Linked DNA regions of Gossypium hirsutum: region 1 is linked to region 2. A link is a contact called in public Hi-C data. All regions are on one chromosome and are shown on one strand. The core of a region is the stretch at or near the end of the contact, and the rest is flanking DNA. Distances in the headings are between cores, read along the strand shown. Region 1 holds the start of LOC107886788 (protein TPX2). Region 2 has its middle 16 kb from the start of LOC107886790.

Region 1 (4,448 bases), core at 99-2,598, 36 kb before region 2:
TTACAAAATTTTCAAAACCCAAAGAACAAACCTTTCTTTCTCTTGAGCACATAGAATCTCTACTTGCTCCTTACCTTTATGATTAGGACTCTGAAATACAGTTTAAAATCATGAGAAAACAGAAGAATTAATCAATAACAAGAACGGATGAAAATAAGTCCACTAATCACCTCATTGACAATTTGATTGTTTTCAACATTTGCCTCAGAGGGTTTGACTTCTTCTTTTACTTTATCCGGTACAAGCACAGTTTGAGGCTTGTCCTCTAAGCCATTAGGATTAGGAGCTGCTTCCTTTACTTTATCAGGCTCGGTTTGAGGCTTGTCTTCTGCGCCATTGGGATTAGGAACTGCTTCATCTGAAGCTTCCGAGGCCTGCAGCAAAATTATATTCATAATGACCAAATTCAAAATGAGAGAAATTGCTTTAGAAGATATTTAAAGAAATTCCCACCTTTTGAATTTGATCTTCTTCACTGAAATTGCAGAGACTCTCAACATGAACGGATCGATTATGGGCCTTAATTTTAACCATACAAGCTGCATTATGGGGAAAAACCAAAAAGAAATGAAATCTCCATAAGATAAAAGCAAAAGGTTGGCTTGATTACGGAAAATATGGGACCAAAATGTAACTTGATTTGATTTACAGTTCAAATGAGAATTAACCAATTCCATTATCCTAAATTCATTCCAATAATTTTGAGTAGAACAAAGGCAGTTTTAAGGATAATTAATGTATATTCCTTTTCCTATCAAATCTAAGTAAACAGAGACACAAAGGATTAGTGGATCAAACCTAGGAGTCTATTAACAATTAAAATCTATCTAGACAAAACTCCAAGAAAATTAAGAGCCATCTACCAAAATGAATCAGTTACAGAGAAAATAATGATTCAAAGAATACAATCTTTAAAGAGTGAGGATCAGTTGATTCACAAAATAAGAAAGAAACAGGAAGGAGAAAGAGAAAGAACATACGAGAAGGGGCGTAGCTTAAGGCGGTTTCAAACCAGAGCTCGGCTTCACGCGTTTCTTCTTCCGACTCTCCTTTGATGAAATCAAAGAAACGCGGCGCTGAGAACTCGTATATCTCGTCGATCATCCTTGCCGTTGCCTCACTCGAGTCATCCATCAGATGCAAAACAGAGAGATTCAATCTTCCAGGGTTTAAGGGGGTCGGGAGCGAGTTATTATCGGAAAGTCTCTAGATATTTCGCTTCCTTCTTAGATTCTTAGAAGATCCGCATTACTGGCAATAAGTGCGGATGATTGCAGATTGGAGTTAAACATGAGGAACTGCAACGGTCGATTTTTTGTTTTTTGTTTTTTTTTTTTTTAATTTGGGGAAGGTGTTGTAACGGTCAAATTTGTGTCAATTTGGTGAGTAAGAGATGAGGTGCCTTTCTAACGGCTATTTCCCACGCTCTCCTGAGTCCTGACCTGTATAAAGTGTGCCGTTTTGGTTCCGTAACAAAATTTACTTCATTTTGTCCCTACACTTGTACGAGGGTCAGTTAAAGTACATTGACTCCTTCAATCAAAATTTATAAATACTTAATCTAAATCCATTTAGTATTTTATATTTAATAATTATATATACTTTTATTAAAAATTTTAAATATATATTTAATATTTATATTATAGCGTTATATATTTACTTATTATATTATTAAAAATATAATATATATTTTGAAAAAATAATAAATTATAAAGTTTAAAAATGAGTTTCCATTGGGAAAAAAAATCAAAATGGGTCAAGTTAAGTTAAATTTGGGGTTTAAAAGTTAAAAGGTTAGTGTTTGTCCAAGTCCATTAAACCTTCCCAAAAATAAGTCTTAATTAATTTAGTGGAGGAAAGATTTTCTTTTGTTTAATTAACTAGTGTTTTAAGCCTTGCAATGGATTTTCTATTATACATATATTTTTTAATATATTTATATTATTATTTAACTTTTTTTTTGAATTACAATAATAGAGTAAAACCAGAACAACTAATGCAACTAACGTGATTCGAACTCAGATCACACCTGGGACGATGAATATCCTTGACCATTAGGTCATAAAATAGGGTTCTATTATTTAACTTTTTTAATTGAATTGATATCACTAATAACTCTATTGAAAAATTACCAAATTATCCAACTTTTAAAACAAATTTAGCTCTGCATATTTATAAAATTAGTCATTTTAATTCTAATTTGAAAAAATTCTATAAATTTAGTCCTTAACATTTAGAATAATTTGTCATTTTAGTTCTAATTCTAAAAGTTTAAAAAGGAAAAATATTTTAAAATTATTTTTTGATGAAATTTATAAAAATAATTTAAAAATCTAAAAATCATAAAGAAATTATAAATAAAAAACCAAAATATATGTATTATAAGGCTAAATTTGATGAATATACTATTTTTTTAATTAGGCCTTTAGGACGTTTTGGCCTAATTATAAAAATTAACATATTCTTCAAATTTGGTCGTATTATAAATAAAAAATATAAATATATATATATATGTCAAATGATTCAAAAAGAAATGAGCATGGAATAGATTGATTAGAGAGATGAAGTTTTACATCTCCATGGGACATAGAACTGACAAAGGTATGTCCCTTGATTCAGTTTAGCTTATATTATCAATTTTTGAACTAGATTTTCTAGGACTTTGGTCGTTAGACTACCTACGTTTGGAAGTTATTGATAACATGTCCAAGTCGGAAAGAAATAAGGTGAAGAAAAGCTTTTTAAGGTTTTTATTTCATGAAAGATTTCACATTGCATAGTTTTCTCTACTCGAAAATTAACTCTTTATATATTTTTAAGATAAGAAAAAATTCAAAACAATTTTTTAATAGTTCAAAAAATTGTTATTTTTTTAGAGGAATTTAATTAAATAATATGTTATTAATTTAAAATATGGCACTTAGTTGGATTTAAGCCAACTTGATTTTTTTACCTTACTCACGAAGGTGGCATTAGTTTAAAAGGAGCATAATTCGAATGGTGTTAAATACTCTTCTTATTTAGTGGGTTTTGGAGGTACATCAAGGAATATTTTAAAAAATAAAAATATTTTAAATATTTTTCCTCTCTTTTTTAAAGAAAAATAAATTTATAACTAAATTGACAAATTTTGTAAATGTTGAGGATTAAATTTATTGAACTTTTAGAATTTGAACTAAAATGAAAAACTTTTGTAAACATTAAGGGCTAAATTTGTTGAATATTTTAGATTTAGGATCAAATTAATAAAATGTGTAACCATTGGTGGCCTAAATTTGTTATTAGGTCAATAAAAAAAGACTCGTGTCAGCTTTTCGTTATTCTTCTAATGGTAACTAACAAAAGAGTGACTAAAGTATTTGATTTTGAAAAGTTGAGTGACTAAATAAATAATAATAATAATAATTGAGTGACCAAAATAGAACTAAAAGCGTAGTGGGGTAACTATTTTTTGTAGTTTACCTTAAAAAGTAACATGAGTAAAAAATTATCACAATAATCTAGAAATACATATTCAATTTAAAAAAAAATTAGTAACCAAATTAAGAGGTATTTTGACTTTAACATAGTAAAAATATTACCAATAAGTAATTAGGAGTGAAGGTGGACTTCTTCCCTATGCATTTGAACCAAGTTTGAGTCCTAAAGTTGTCATTGTTGGAAGGACTTTACCTAAATACCATCCTTGACTCAAATAGGATTCCTTTTAGATTGTAAAACGAATCAAGACACATTTCATTATAAAAAAAAACTTATTGGTTCGAGTTGAAGAATTTTTCTTTCTTGAACTCTAATTAAGTTAACGAGGATGGAAGATGAATGTTGAATGAAAAAGTCTATTTTGATGTGCCAGTCTTCAAGACCTAACAAGAACCTCTAGAGATCTCTAATTATCCTTCCAAACTTAAGAAAACTAGACAAGTTAAAAGTGTGCTTCAAGAATTGAAAAAAGTAAGTTAAAATACCTTACAAGAAACTATTCTTGAAGATAAAAAGAAAACTCCTTGGAGTAATTTTATTAATCAAAGAAATAAAAAGTAACTTAGAACCTAATGGTGGCTATGCCCTCTTTAACTAGGCACATCTAAAGCATGCAAATAGAAAATAAACTCAAGAAATCCTAAGTTAAATGAAAGTCCAAAAAAATTGTCTTGTACATGTACAAGAACTAATCTATAAGTATTAAAAAATTAGAAATAAATAAATCTATAAATATAAGACTCCAATAGGATGAAAGTACTAATTCAAAGTCCAAAACTCATAATACTCATTTTAATCATGTCCAAATTTTTTGTTTACGTACACTACAACAAAACAGGTTTTTAGCGGTGTTTTTTGTGGTGTTTGGATTAAAACGCCATTACAGATCGAGCATTAGCAGCGCTTTTTGAAAAACGCCGCTATAGATCGAGCATTGGAAGTGCTTTTTGAAAAACGCCACAAAAAAA
Region 2 (4,152 bases), core at 1,596-4,095:
TGATTGAACATCAAATTTTGAAGGAGTCATGGATTATGGTAAACCATGCTAATAGCTAGCAATAGCATAAGCCTAAGCAAAAGCAAAAGCCTATATAATAGAGTTGAACTTGATTGCCATGTAGGTGGAGACTGCCAAGTATAGTAATTTCAGCTGTACCTTTCAATGAGTTCCGCAAAGGGCAAATTGGTAATGGGATTGTAAAGCGAAGCATGGCGTGATGTTAGGAGCCGTATATTCATATAACACATATTGCGATGGTGGATCCTTGAGCTGGTTACAAAGAATTAGGCAGTCGGAGTACCCATCATTCATATAACACATATTGCGATGGTGGGTCCTTGAAATTGGTTGCACTAACTTGCCTTCATTGAAAATTTGCAAGTTTTAGGGGTGTGGAAAATATCTTCATTCTTTAGAACATAATAATATGGTTGAGTTCGGTCAACTTAATAAAGCTGTTAAAATTTGCAAAAAAAAAAATATTTATATATTTAAATCATATCTTTTTCTTTTTGTCAAATAATCTTCAATTAATGACAAAATTGAATTCTTAAAAACTTTGAAATATTATATCCGGGTCTTAAATTATGTTTGATCTTGATTTATTCTAATTGAGCCTTATCATATATGGATTTTGTTCTGATTTATTCTTATATAAATTTAGATATAATTTAATCATTATTTCAAAGGTGTGCTTTCTAATGTTAGTTTTAGTAGTAGTTATTTAGACGTATAATTATAATTACAATTATAATTATTTTTTTATAAAAACAAAATGCACATCAGTTTGATGAGCAGAAAAAGGGTTTATTCCAAATGGCCATTCATTCGGTCATTAATAAAGCAGAATACAAAGAGGTGGACAAAGCCACCAAGTAGACTCATTAGCTACATCTAACAAAGCTGGCTATGGTAAATAATGCGTTGGGTTACTACCGGCTTGCAATAAATGTCTAAAACAAATGACATAAAATTCCAGAAAAGAAAAAGAGAGACCGAACATCAGTAATCAAGTTCCCTAATCTCAATACTACCTAGTCACTAGAAGACAAATCACTTTCCACCTCCGCTCTTCTAAAATTTAGGTCATAAAGCCATTGCAACCCCATCAATCCTGCCTTGGCCTCAAGAATTGCAACATCCTCACTCCCAGTACACCCTCCAGGCAGCAGTGCATAGTATCGAAGTCCAAATTGGAACATGGAAAAGAAGGCTGCAAATTAGCATAGTAGAACTTGATTTCTAACATACCAAACCTTTCAACGAGTCATAAAAAAAAGAGTAAATGATGTAATGTACCTTATCATTATATCTAATATTTGTTAATCATTAGACTTTATTTTTCTAATTGAAATTAAGATATCAATTCTTAGCAATAGTGGTTAATCCTCTTGACATTGAAGCTCTCCAAAGAGATAAACGATTGATTGTGAAATATGTTCCATTCATATGAACGCAGTGGCGGAGCATAGTGGAGAGCTAGGAGGCCATGGCCCCCTAAAATAATAAAATTTCAATTTAAGCTCTTTATAATTTATAAAATTTTAAATTAGTAATGACAAAATTACACTTTAGCCTTCCAAAAATAATAAAAATTTGATTTAACTCTTTTAAAATTATAAAGATATAAACTATTAAAATGATGAAATTACATTTTTACTATTGTAAAAATATACAATTTAATTCTGTCCCAAAACAAATTTTAGGCTTCGCCACTGTATGAGCGGGAATTGAACCTCTGGCAACATGTTTAAGGGACGAGGTGAACTAATACCATTCCACATCTTGTGACTATTAAACTTTATTTTTAATGATATGACATCATCTGGTTCATTGATCATGCATAGAATTATATACTCTCATTGACAGAATTTGATACACTGATTGACACTGTTGTTTGCATTTAATAAATCATGAAATATATGAATGATGTACTTATGCTAGTGTAAATTGAAAAAAAGAAGAAGATTTAGACATTTAAAAAAAATTATGATTAATATTTTAACAATTACACTATCATATTTTATGCTCCATTCATGTAGACCATACATGTCAAGTTTTGAGTAAATTAAAAGTGTCTAGAGATAAAGCAATATTTGTCCCCCTAAACTTGACAACTTTTCTTAAGTTAGTAGTTGATTTTTTTTATCTAGATTAGCACTTGAACTTGAATTCTATTACACATTTTGTCATTTTAATATATTCCTCATCTATTCCAAAATGTTATTCATGTCAACCAAACAATGTAATATTGTAACATGTTTATTCCATTCAACCAATCGAATTATATAAAATATATTATCTAGTTATTCCATTCTCACTTAGTAACTATCCAATCCCTGCTTTTTTCTAGTATAGGGAACCAAACAGGCCATTGCCTATCCTTAATTTGTTTGTGTATATAATAAATCATAAATTAATATAAAATAATATTAAAATTCTGAAAATATAACAATGCAGGAATTATAAAACTTGTATATAAATGCTAATTCTAGACTAGTTAAGGCAACACTAAGCGACAATTGTAGAATCCTCTCTGAGACTATAGCAGAATGGAATTATTTTCCTTGTTTATGGATTTTAAAATTGTTTTGCGGTCTTGATTATAATACTCGTTTGCAACACCACATGGTTGTATTGTAGTATATGCATTTACTTGGATCCTTATGCCCAAGTAACGGAAAAAATTAGGCCTTAATCCTTTGTACAAGAGAACATTTTTTTCACTGCTAGTGCAGCTGGCCTTTGTGTCGACTACTGCAGTTGGGCTTTTTCTCTCACGTCCTAGCACAATAACACCGCTCCTATCTTTTTCTTTGGCCTCCAGCCGTCGTGTTTTGGGCAGGTAGATCCCCTTCCACCAAATGGGTTTCTTCACAGTTTTGCTTCTAGAGTGGCTCCTCTATCTAGCTTGCTACTTGTTTTTTTTTTTTTGGTTCTCTCTCAGGCTTAGCTTCATGCGCACTGTCAGACGCTTTCGTTGCTTGGTTTCCTACCCGTTGAATCGCGCTAGGCTTTGGACCCACCACACCAGCTCTGCTTTGTTTGGTAGTTGAGGCCTTAGTCGCTTTTGATGGTCATGGCTCCTTGCCCTTCAATGAGGAATGGTCATAGTCTCTTGGTAGGAGCATGCATGGAGGTGATGGTAGATTTTGGGCATAATCATCTTGGCCGCCCTTTCACTCTTCTCCTCCATTCCTCATTTTTTGTTTTTCTTGGGGGGGTTCTAAATCTTTTTTCAGCTTATCCTTTATGGAATGAAATGTTTGCCAACCGAAAATGAAGGAATGATGGGAAAACGCAGGTGGAGAAGGAACCTAAAAGATGGATGCATTTCGATTATATTGGATCATTATATTAATTTTGTTTAACCAATTTGATTTACTCGATGTTATACATGGCCTCCTAAGATAATCCAAGCTCAAAGAAGCACACTACAAGCCCAAATAGAATGGTTAAGCCTAAATAATTGCTTAACCCATAAATTGGTGCTTACATAGTATTATTTTTACTATCTTAATATTTAATTCTTTTTAGTTACACGTGATATTTAATTTATTTTGAAATTAGTTAAATCGTTGAATATATATTAAAAAACTTAATTTATAAATTGGTATCTAAATTAGTTTTTTTTAGTACCTCACAAGTTGTTTTAAAACTATTTTTTTGTTACAAAAGGTTTCTAAACTATTTTTTCTCTAAATTAATACATTTGGTAGTTCAACCATTAATCAATCCGTTAAGTTTATTTATAAAAAATACACAATTAAAAATTACCATATTACAAAAAGACAAAAAAAAAATCTTATTTTCTCTTTATATATCCTCTTTTTTATTTTATAACTTTTTTCTTTTTTCTTTTTTCTTCCTCTCATCTTAGATTTCTTCTACAAGTGTGAAAATATGTGTAGGCAACTGAGTATCAGTTATTATTCCGAAGAGTTCAACAAGAAAATCCATTAAGTAAAAATACATGTGAACATGATTATATGATGAATAAGTGCAGGTATATGTTTAAGAAAATTTTAAGCAATATGCTCGATATTTGAGTGAACTTCGATAAGACAAAATGGATTAAGTGAAATTATGTAAGTGAATTTTAGTAGTAAAATAATGTTGGACAACAGCAGTTGTGTGACTTTGAAAATT

What was found. Hi-C and Micro-C count contacts between places; a contact is called where the count stands out from the background.
Region 1: a contact with region 2 is called in a Hi-C map of hypocotyl, with 2.9 times the contacts expected there. The contact joins the promoter of LOC107886788 here to the enhancer-like site in region 2. A contact is called at or near these places in 8 of 34 Hi-C or Micro-C datasets (callus, hypocotyl, leaf and 1 more).

Annotation. Positions count from the first base shown.
Region 1 is chrA03:105,439,691-105,444,138 of Gossypium_hirsutum_v2.1, reverse strand. It overlaps LOC107886788 (protein TPX2), which reads right to left and starts at 1,348. Exons shown (of 20, transcript XM_016810851.2): 1 at 981-1,348; 2 at 454-539; 3 at 171-374; 4 at 32-90. The coding sequence starts at 1,134.
Region 2 is chrA03:105,405,529-105,409,680 of Gossypium_hirsutum_v2.1, reverse strand. No RefSeq gene overlaps it. Among protein-coding and RNA genes, the nearest start is that of LOC107886790, 16 kb to the left of the region's middle. Within about 2 kb of position 2,845, at least 9 of the 9 cell types and tissues checked have an H3K27ac peak or open chromatin away from gene starts, as enhancers often do. A contact at or near this core is called in hypocotyl and leaf, where this site is marked.